Linked DNA regions of Mus musculus: region 1 is linked to region 2. A link is a contact called in public Hi-C data. All regions are on one chromosome and are shown on one strand. The core of a region is the stretch at or near the end of the contact, and the rest is flanking DNA. Distances in the headings are between cores, read along the strand shown.

The links. A called contact is a pair of places that touch in the nucleus more often than the background predicts.
Region 1: a Hi-C map of embryonic stem cells shows a contact between it and region 2, with 4 times the contacts expected there. The contact joins two enhancer-like sites. A contact is called at or near these places in 1 of 15 datasets of contacts at CTCF or cohesin (embryonic stem cells), 25 of 484 Hi-C or Micro-C datasets (the G1E-ER4 cell line, the P5424 cell line, brown adipocytes and 5 more), 3 of 115 datasets of contacts at active chromatin or transcription factors (all in embryonic stem cells) and 1 of 9 other capture datasets (embryonic stem cells).

The regions. Positions count from the first base shown.
Region 1 is chr8:122,052,639-122,057,642 of GRCm38.p6, forward strand. It overlaps a transcript of Zfp469 not described here. Among named protein-coding and RNA genes, the nearest start is that of Gm34413, 40 kb to the right of the region's middle. Within about 2 kb of position 3,548, at least 43 of the 459 cell types and tissues checked have an H3K27ac peak or open chromatin away from gene starts, as enhancers often do. A contact at or near this core is called in the G1E-ER4 cell line, embryonic stem cells, stem cell-derived motor neurons and 1 more, where this site is marked.
Region 2 is chr8:121,839,957-121,845,036 of GRCm38.p6, forward strand. Gm42048 reads left to right here. Exons shown (of 4, transcript XM_030243893.1): 2 at 1-1,448; 3 at 3,076-3,227; 4 at 3,736-3,946. Among named protein-coding and RNA genes, the nearest start is that of Gm42048, 8.5 kb to the left of the region's middle. Within about 2 kb of position 1,470, at least 57 of the 459 cell types and tissues checked have an H3K27ac peak or open chromatin away from gene starts, as enhancers often do. A contact at or near this core is called in the G1E-ER4 cell line, embryonic stem cells, stem cell-derived motor neurons and 1 more, where this site is marked.

The sequences.
Region 1 (5,004 bases), core at 2,298-4,797, 210 kb after region 2:
AGATGAAAACCAATTTGCATTCTAATGAGATGGATGTGGTTGTTTTTACATAAAGGATTAAATCTTGGCTGAATATTTGATACTTGTAGGACAGAACTCTCTGATGGTTTTTTATAGTTGATTGTTATTTTTTTTAATAATCCTTAGTGCTGAGCTGTCTCTTAAAAATGTCTTGTACACATTTCATTTAACAATTATTTTATTATGAAACTTAAATCAGCAACTTAAACAATAGTTTTTAAAATGAAACATTTTAGTACAATGCAACTGAAAAAAATGTCCTAGGATGCCCTCACACGTGGAGGAATGACGCAGAGTACTCAAAGCCTTTGCTTCCTATATTTTGAGTTAACTTTTGATTGTAATCTTTTACTGTCTCCAATTTTTTTAATGACCTCATGGTCACTTTTGCGACCCACAGCTCAAGAGAGCGCTTGGAGCAAGCATTCTGTGTCTGTAGAATCCTCTGACTTTATCTCTCACTTTTAAAAATAAGCGTTTGAGGGCTTGGGGAGGTAACTCAGTGGTGAGGGGAGAACCCGCATGGACACCCAGCACCATGTGAAGCTGGGCATGGGGGATGGGATGAGGCTGGCACATCTTTAACCCCAGTTTTGAAGAGGTAGAGACAGGCGGATCCTCGATGCTCGCTCGCTCGCTGGCCAGTTAGCTGAAACGGCAAGTTCCAGACTCAGTGAGAGGATGTACCTCAGTAGATGAGGTAGCGGGTGACTGAGAACACCCAGCACTGTGGCCTCTGGCCTAATCTCATAGGCCAGCATCTCCCTTCTTAATCACTCTCCTAGTGTAGGATTGTCTGTGTGCTGGAGACACAGGGCTGACTGTATTTAAGGTACAGGACTGATGGAATATTTGGGGTGTAAGGCTGCATAGTTAGGTTGCTGGACTATGTTTGGGGTATGGGACTAGGTGTGAGATATGGAGCTGTATTTTGGGTAGAGGGGTGAACGTGTTTGGGGTGCAGGGCTGACCGTATATTTGGAGTATAATACGGGCCTCTTGTTTATCACACACTGCACTGTGGGCTGCAGGCCTCCACGTTCTTGCTGCCTGCCTGCGTGTGTTTATTATTGCTTCCAGCCATGGACAGTGAGTTCATCTCTCACCCCCTGAGTAGCTTGAGGCTTCTGGAGGAGCCTCTTAGTTCCCACGGTCAAGTCTCACTGCCCCATGACTGAGTGTGGACAGGCGGGCTGGAGGAAAGTGCTCAGTGGCCCTGGCTTATGGTGGGTACCAGAGTTTGCCTCCCCTGGGCTTCTGTGTGTTTACGGGGATGGAGGGCTCACCCTTCTGGAGGGGTGGACCTGGAATTTGATAAAATAGCCCCGTTTGAAGGTTGGGCTCAATCTCACGCAGGAGCCAGAGCTCTGCCCTCACAGGCGCCCAGGATGGTGGTCAGTAGGAGCAACATCGTCACCCTGTGCGGTGTCCTGATCGATTCTGGGGTGCCACGGTGAACCCCCAGGTGTGTTGGTGAAGACTGTGATGCTTCTGATAGTTTCCACCATTCTGGGCCTGCACAGGAGCCTGCACCATGGGAAGATGAAGCAGAACAGAGCAGAGATGCCCTGGGCAGCTCAGCCACCTCGGAAACCTGTTTGGTCACAGGGTGGAGGGTGTGAAGAGATGCTGCATGTGGATAAGCTGTGAAAGGGAAAGGTTCAGTGACCTTCTGAGATGTCCTGTGACCCTGGGTGAGACCCATAGTCGGACCCCACGGTACACATGGGCAGGAGTCAGAGCCTTGCTCGGAGACTTGCCATCGTGAGCACAGACTGCCAGAGCCCGGGATGCTCAAATCCAGGATCCGCTCACATGCTAGGTTAGGATGTTCTGAGGGCCCCGGGGAGCAATCATCGTTATCTCTGAGCCAGAACTCGATGGAGGGGGGATAAAGCTGCCCAGAGCTTTGGACAATCCGGGAGCCCTTGTCTCTTTTTAGCGCCCTGCTATGGGAATCCTTTGAGCAGCTGCTTGGTACCCACCTGCTCCTCTGTACCCATACAAAGCCAGCGCCCAGTGTTAGGCGTTCCTTCACAGTCTAATCCTTCTGAAATACCAGCCCCTCACCTGGGGCCTCTCTGGGTGTCAGCCCGTCCTTCTTCTGCCCCAAGGTGGTGTCTTTAAGATGGTCAGCTTTGAGCTTCTTAGTAAGGGCAACAGGCCGCACACAGCACCTGGGACAGCCTGTCTGCTGGCTTTTGCTTTCTCTCCCATCCCTGAACTTGGACTTCCTCCACCATAAAGCAGAGCAGCACTTCAATGACATGCAGATGTGGGGCTGATTTCCCTCTCTGGGTAGAGTGGGCTGATCTGGGCTCAGATTGCTGCTCTACGGTTTCCCAGCAGTGCGACCCCTGTATGAAAGGCGGGTTTTAGAAGATGATGTCCTGACATATACATACCAAAGGCATACATGCCAGCAATCTTAATGCATTCATTTATGAGGGAGATGGGAAGATGCTGCCAGCATCTCACAGATCCACTGAGCCAAGCAGGCAAATTCATGGGGAGTGTCGGGGGAATTTACAGATCAGTTCTGAAGAGGCAGCAATGGAGCAGGAGACCAGAGGCCACTCCCTTATACCCAGCAGGCCTTCACGGCTTCTGAGGCAGAGGCTAGGCAGTGAGTGGGCAGGCTGGAAGTACAGCCTCTTCCCACCTCAGTTTGCTGAGCTTCCATGGAGCCTTGACAAAGAAGAGAGCAAGTATGGCTGCTTCGCATAAGCTGAGGGGTCACGGAGCTGGCCGGGAGTCTGTTTCTCCACCCTCCCTCCCTCCCCTCCTTCCTGTTCCTTTAAGGGCAGATCCCAGGCTCAGAGGCCTCGCCCACTGCCATCCCTGGGGCATCCTCAGGAGCCCCTCCAGCCTAGCTTGCATCCATCATCATTAGCTGTCCCGATGAGCTTGACCTTGCTCTTCTGGAAGCATTCAGCCATTCTCCAGGTCACCAATTCCCTTTCCGGCCGGTTGCGTAAAAGCAGCCAGACATTGAGGTTTTCATTGGAATCCCTTGCTGCAGGTGTGGCCGTAGGCAACACCTGCTATGGGACTTCGGGTCTGTGGCTTGGGTGCATGTTCCAGAAGTGGGAGGGGACTGGGGCTCTGGTGCAGGAAGCTGTTCCTGCTGGATGGGGGTGGCCTGTGACACAGCTGGGGACAACCTCGAGTTTGCAGCTCGCAGTGGGCTTCCCGGCCCCTCGCTACTTGAGTTCTGTCTAAGGGAAGCGAAGGTGGCTGACTGGCAGGGAGGCTAGCCTCAGCTACTCAGCCTGCTCCTCCCGGTAAAACGAGGGAATTGTGGGTAGGTAGATGGGAGGTCTGAGTTTTGTTCTGACCGTGGCCAGCCAAGTTTGCAGAGTGAGGCTTTGTCTAATCCAGAGATCAGGCTCTTCTGGGAAGAATAGGGTGGGGGAAGCCAAACTCCATCAAGCAGCTAGGGAACCTCCCCCAAGACAGGACAGAGAGCACACGTGCCAGAGACACAAGTCTGTGAAAAGAGAGAAACCTTTGCCCTGGCTCATTTCTCAGAGGGCTCAGAATAGACTCAGGGCCACCCTGAGGTTGGGTGGGGTCTTTAAAGGGAGCCAGAGGCCCACCACCAGGCAGGAGCTGGCTCCCCCTGGTGTGGGCAGAAGGCTGGGTTCTACCTACTCCATACAGGACAAGCCACTCTGTGCTTTGCCCTCATTTGCATTTCCTAGAGTGACATCATCAGGTGTGAGAGGGTAGCCTTAGTGCAGGGGCTGGGAACTTACTTAAGGGTGGCTGGAGGAAGTGGCCATGGCATATCACCTAGCCACCTACTGATGATGGGGGGTGGGGAGGGAGAGGGCTCCCTGGACCTCCAGTGGCTGGGCTAGAACCCAGCATGGCAGCAGAGGGTATGAGAGAAGCCACTGCTGGACAAGGCTAAAGACCAGAAAACCCGAGTCATTGTACCCCTGGGTAGGGCCTGTTGAGTAAACAGAGATCTGCTATACGCATCAGCTCCCCACTGGGTGAAAGATGTTTGTGGGTGTCCCACGCTGATCCTGAAGGGGTGGATCAGGCCACCATAACTGGAAGGCCAACATGCTATACTGGATCGTCTGGCTTCCGCTTGGGGGCAGTGGGATCAGTCCCTGGGAGCTGGTAGTGTTGGTTCCAGGGCTTGAGAGGATGGGTTGGAGTGAGTGGGGACTCTGAGGGCAGTGGAGTCCCTACTATATCATGAGCTGAAAGCTGACGTTGGTCACAAGCCCTGGTCAGGCTTCAACATGAGATGTCATCAATTATGTAGATAGAACACGAACTCTGAAGGGGGTTCATTTGGCCCAGGGCCCGTGAGAGTTTGGCCCTAATGCTGGGCTCTTGGCTCCCATGTCTAAGCCCAGCCCTGGGCCTCCGGGAGAGTTGAGTAGGTGAAATGCCATACATACTTGTGTGCATCCATAATTGATTCCAATGGCCTAAGGATGATAAATCACTCGCTGCTTTCTCCGTAACCTCCTCATCCTGTCTTCCTAATCCCGAGTTGTCAAAGCAGCTGCCAGACCACATTGCACTGCTGTGATGTGTCCAGGATGGCCTCTGAGAGCAGGTTTATTCTTTACAATAGGGGTCCCATGTCAGTCTGTCTCTCTGTTCTCATGGCCATGGACAGAGCTGCGTCAGTGTATCCAGGGTAAGGACAGGGAGCAGGGGTAGGAGGAGTGAGGACCTCTCAGAAGAAAGACAGGACAAGCGAATCTCACTGCTCAGCTATGCCAGGCACAGGCCTTCCAGCCCACTCGCTCCTGTTTCCCAGTGTGGCACAACCAGGAAGCCTTCTATTCATTTGCCTATGAATGATGACAGACGGCAGCTTAAAACCCATAGGGCATCTAGGATCCCCCTACCTGTCACCTGATTCTTGGTTCTCCAACACTGGACATCCCTCAGATTGATGGATCTGCCCATCATCCTGGGTTGGGCGATCAAACCCAAGTGTAGCCTTAATAC
Region 2 (5,080 bases), core at 220-2,719:
CTCACAAACACCTATGCGGACAAATTCAGTCCGTGTCCAGAACAGAAGCTGATTACTATCTTGTACCTTCCCCGGTTGGATGGTGGGCTTGCAATACAGGACTTACTCCCTGTGTATCAACTAAGGTTTTTAATTCATCTCATGATTTTTGTGTCATGATCCAGCTGTTACCCCGTGTATATTATCACCCTGCATCCAGTTTAGAAGAAAGCTATGCGGGCCGGCGGTCAAAAAGAGAACCAATTACTTTAACCCTGGCTGCATTCATGGGAATAGGTATGGCAGTAAGAGTGGGGACGGGAGTGTCAGCTTTGATAGAAGGAAGACAGGGAATTCAGTCTTTGAGGGATGCTGTCAATGAAGACCTAGCGACAATAGAGAAGTCCATAGACGCTTTAAAAAAATCTTTGACCTCCCTGTCTGAGGTAGTTTTACAGAACAGGAGAGGTCTTGATTTGTTGTTCCTAAAGGAAGGAAGACTGTGTGCTGCCCTTAAAGAAGAGTGCTGCTTCTATGCAGATCATACAGGAATAGTTAGAGACTCTATGCAGAAACTGAGAGAAAGATTAGAGCGAAGGAAACGGGAACGGGATGCTCAACGGGGGTGGTTTGAGTCGTGGTTTGAATCACGACCATCTTGGATAACTTCTTTAATTTCCGCTGTAGCCGGACCAATCCTTATGATATGCTTAGCTTTAGTTTTCGGCCCTTGTATAATAAATAGAGGAATGGCTTTCATCCAGAGTAAAATTGATACAGTAAAACTCATGGTTCTTCAAAGGCAATATCAACCTATAGTTCAGGTAGATGAAGAGTTAAGGGACACCGACCTCTAAAATTCTATGATTAGAATTAGTCTAAACAGAAAAAGAGGGGAATGAAAGGAAATAAAACTGTAATTCATGTAATGTATGTTAAATAGCCCAAAGAGTTGTTTCTGAGCTTTGAAACCTGGGGCTGAGAACATAGCAGAACAGACCAGGACATGCCCGGGCAAGCCCATCGCCTCCCTAGCTCCCACCCCTCTGACCTAAGTTAAATGTTACAGGCTGCTGATGTTTAAATGGACCAATCATGTGAAACCGCGCCAATTCCTCCCCCAGCCCCACTCCTTTTCTATAAAACCCCCTAGCTTCCAAGCCTCGTGGTCGAATCCACTGTCTCCTGTTGTGTGAGATACGTTTCGACCCGGAGCTCCGCCATTAAAAAACCTCTTGTTGTTACATCAAGGTGTTGTGTTCTATTCGTGATTCTTGGGTGCACGCCGAATCGGGAGCTGAGTGGGGGTTTCCCCACTGAGTTCTTTCAATTGGAAGGCTGAGTCGCTTCATTTAACTGGAAGTTCTACAGCGTGAGGCATCATTTTAGGCCACAGGAGGCACACCAGAGAGCAGGCTTTCTTCTATCCAGACAGATAAACATATGAAGACATCGGCCAAAGGAACCAAGTAAGAAAGGGGGTGGGTAGGGATAGGCAGATGGTTCAGGAGTTAAGAGCTGACTCACTGGGTCAGTCAGCTAGCACTGACATTGTGAGCCACGACCATCTGTAACTTCTGTACGGGGATCTAGCGCCCTCTCCTGGCTTCCTCGGGCACTGCACCTGCAGCCGTGGTGCATAGACCTGCACACAGGCAAAGCACTCATACTCATAAAACAAGAATAAATCTTTTAAAGAACAAGAGGAGAAGGAGGAGGAGGAGAAGGTGGCGGCGACAGCTGGATGATGGTGGTTCATGTCTTTAATTCCAGCACTCAAGAGGCAGAGGCAGATGGATCTCTGGGTTCAAGGTCAGCCTGGTTTACAGAGCAAGTTCCAGGACAGCCAGGGATACACAGAGAAACCCTGTGTAAAAGCAAAATAAAATAACAAGAAGAAAGGAAAGAAAGAAAGAGGAGTGAAATGCAGAAGCGAACCCATGTAGCAGATGTGATGTCTCACTTCCTAGTTGTTTAGGGAGGATATGAATCCAGCTGTGCATTGCAAAGAAAGCTGAATTCTTCCTCTTTAGAGCCTTATTTAGCGACCTACGATCTGGAGATCCCTGTGTTATCCCTGGGCCTAGCGCAAGCTAGGCAGGTGCTAGCCATGTGCTCTTCCACTCGCCTGCATCCCAGCATCGCCCATAGTCTTTTTGTTACTTATGTCTAGTTTCTGCTTTTGTAGCAGGAGAGCACACTGTTGTTTCTGGTCCTTTCCAATGTGTCAGTGAGTTAGAGTGTGTTCAGTGTGCCCCTGGGGTGGCTGATTCTGCCACTGTCTTCTGCAGGTGTCCTGTGTGGTTGAATAACTGGTCTATTGGAAACTCACTGTTTAGATTTTCTATGGCAATACTTCTCAACCTTCCTAATGCTGCAACCTTTTAATACAGTTCCTCATATTGTGGTGACCCCCAACCATACAATTATTTTCCATCCCTGTGAAAGGCTCATGTACTCCCCTAGGAATTGTGACCCACAAATTGAGAACCACTGCCCTATGTCCTTATATATTGTTGTTGAAATCTTCTACTTGTTTGAGTCAAATCCAGAGATGGGAAATAGTATAATTTCCCACCATAGGAAAGATGTATCCACTTATTCTCTGTAAACAACAAGCATGTGCTTGAAGTGTGCACGTGTGGCTAAACGGGGACAGACAGCTGCTGGGAGACAGAAGGGACACACGCTCGCCCTGGCCTCTGGGAGGGTACAGCAGCTCAGGCTGGAGAATGGAGGATAAGCAGAGAGTTCATGAGTCTGGGAGTTCCAAACTGGAAATCCATGTGCAGGTGAGTGCATGAGTGCATGTGTGCACATGTGAGCAAGTGAGTGCACATGTGTGCGAGCGAGTGCATGTGTGTGCAAGTTAGTGCAGATCTGAAGGAGGACAAAGGGGACACTAGTCCTGCAGAAGCTGGGATTACAGGCAGTTGTGAGCCACCTGGGAACAGAGCTCAGGTCTCTTCGTGGACATACAGTATCTCTTAACCTCAGACCCAATTGACCAATCAGGTAAGCCAGCTCTTTGGTTTTTTAAAAAGATTTGTTTGTTTGTTTATTTATTTATTTATTTATTTATTTAATGTACATGAGTACACTGCCGCTGTCTTCGGAGACACCAGAAGAGGGCATCAGATCCCATTACAGATGGTTGTGAGCCCACCGTGTGGTTGCTGGGACTTGAACTCAGGACCTCTGGAAGAGCAGCCAGTGCTCTTAACCGCTGAGCCATGTCTCCAGTGCCAGTAAGTCATCCTTTTTAAATAAACATTTTTCAAGCTTCTTGTTATAGAGTTGCATATGGTTACCTTCTAAATAAAAGAATAAGATGACAAATAAAAGTGTAGAATTAAATATGCAATGGCCTATATGTCTGTTACGAGGCCACCACAACAGCTGCAAAACCACCTCTACCCCCAGAAACTTCCCTGTACTCTTATCTAGCCTTCCCCTCTGTATCCCTGTCCCAGGGTGCTCACAGGCAGTGATTACTTATCATTCTCAGGATGTTAGAAATGCAGTCATAAAGTGGACACCTTTGATGAGGACCTTTAGGACTCTGGCTTCTTTCACCGAATCTGATTGTTTTGAGAGTTGCAGGTTTACCTGTGAGTGTTACTGTTTCAATTCCCCATTCTCATTTTCATTCTCTCTCATATTCTCTCTCTCTCTCTCTCTCTCTCTCTCTCTCTCTCTCTCTCTCTCAATCTCCCTCCCTCCCTCCCTCCCTCTCTCCCTCCCTCCCTCTCCCAGGCCCCTCTTGTGAAAGGAATCAAACTCAGCGCCTCCTGCATGCTAGACAAGCACTCTACCACTGAATCTCCATCAAGCCTAGCAATTCTCTGTGTGCAAACAGACCGTCGTCCCTCATTTATCGCTGCACCACTCGGTGTGGATTTGAGCTGCCAGCTGCTTCCAACTTGAAGGTGTATTATTACTAAAATCTCTGCTTTGAACAACCTGAGCATGACTCTTATAGATATGTGCTTTCATAACTTTGGGCGGGTGTTTAGGAGCAGAGTGGCTAGATCATAGCTAGTTTTGTGTGTGTGTGTGTGTGTGTGTGTGTGTGTGTGTGTGTGTGTGTGTGTGTTCATGTAATCCTTTAACTGCCCAACCATTTTTCTAATGTGACTAATAGGTTTTCTTTGATGAAGAAATAAGTCAATTTGGGCTGGAGAGATGGCTCAGTGGTTAAGAGCACTGACTGCTCTTCCAAAGGTCCTGAGTTCAATTCCCAGCCACCACATGGTGGATCACAACCATCTATAACGGGATCCGATGCCCTCTTCTGGTGTGTCTGATGACAGTGACAGTTTACATATATATATATGTATATATATATAATGAATAGGGGGCTGGAGAGATGGCTCAGCAGTTAAGAGCACTGACTGCTCTTCTAGAGGACCTGAGTTCAAATTCCAGCAACCACATGGCAGTTCACAGCTACAGTGTACTCATATACATAAAATAAATAAATCTTTATGCACGCCTTTAATCCCAGCACTTGGGAGGCAGAGGCAGGAGGATTTCTGAGTTCGAGGCCAGCCTGGTCTACAGAGTGAGTTCCAGGACAGCCAGAAACAGAGAAACCCTGTCTCAAAAAAAAAAAAAATCTTAAAAAAAATAAATAAAATGAATAAATCTTTAAAAAAAAATAAGCCAATTTGAGCTGAATTCAATGAAAAAAGGCAGGTTCGTTTAGGAATGGGCTCCCAGGTAAGTTCACCAGCCTCAGAAGAGGAGACCAGAAAGGGCAGGCTTACAGAAGTAAAGGTTTTGATAGACTGTAGGCAAAAGAAAATGACTTGTCTGATACATGCTGGGCTTGTGCAGGGGACGCTGCATGGGGGCGGGGGGGGGGGGGGAGGGGGGTTGGGTGGCTGGTGACTTCAAATGAAGTGTGTTGGGACAGCTGTCAGGAATGAGGAACTGGGCCCTTTGTCCCTCTTTCTGTTCAGAGGCTTTCTGAGTGGGCAGGGTTGGAGAGAGAGAGAGAGAGAGAGAGAGAGAGCGGAATGAAATTTGCGGGACCACTTCGGGGAGAGAGGCAAGCTGGGGACTCCAACAGGACAGTGACCACACCATGTCACATCTC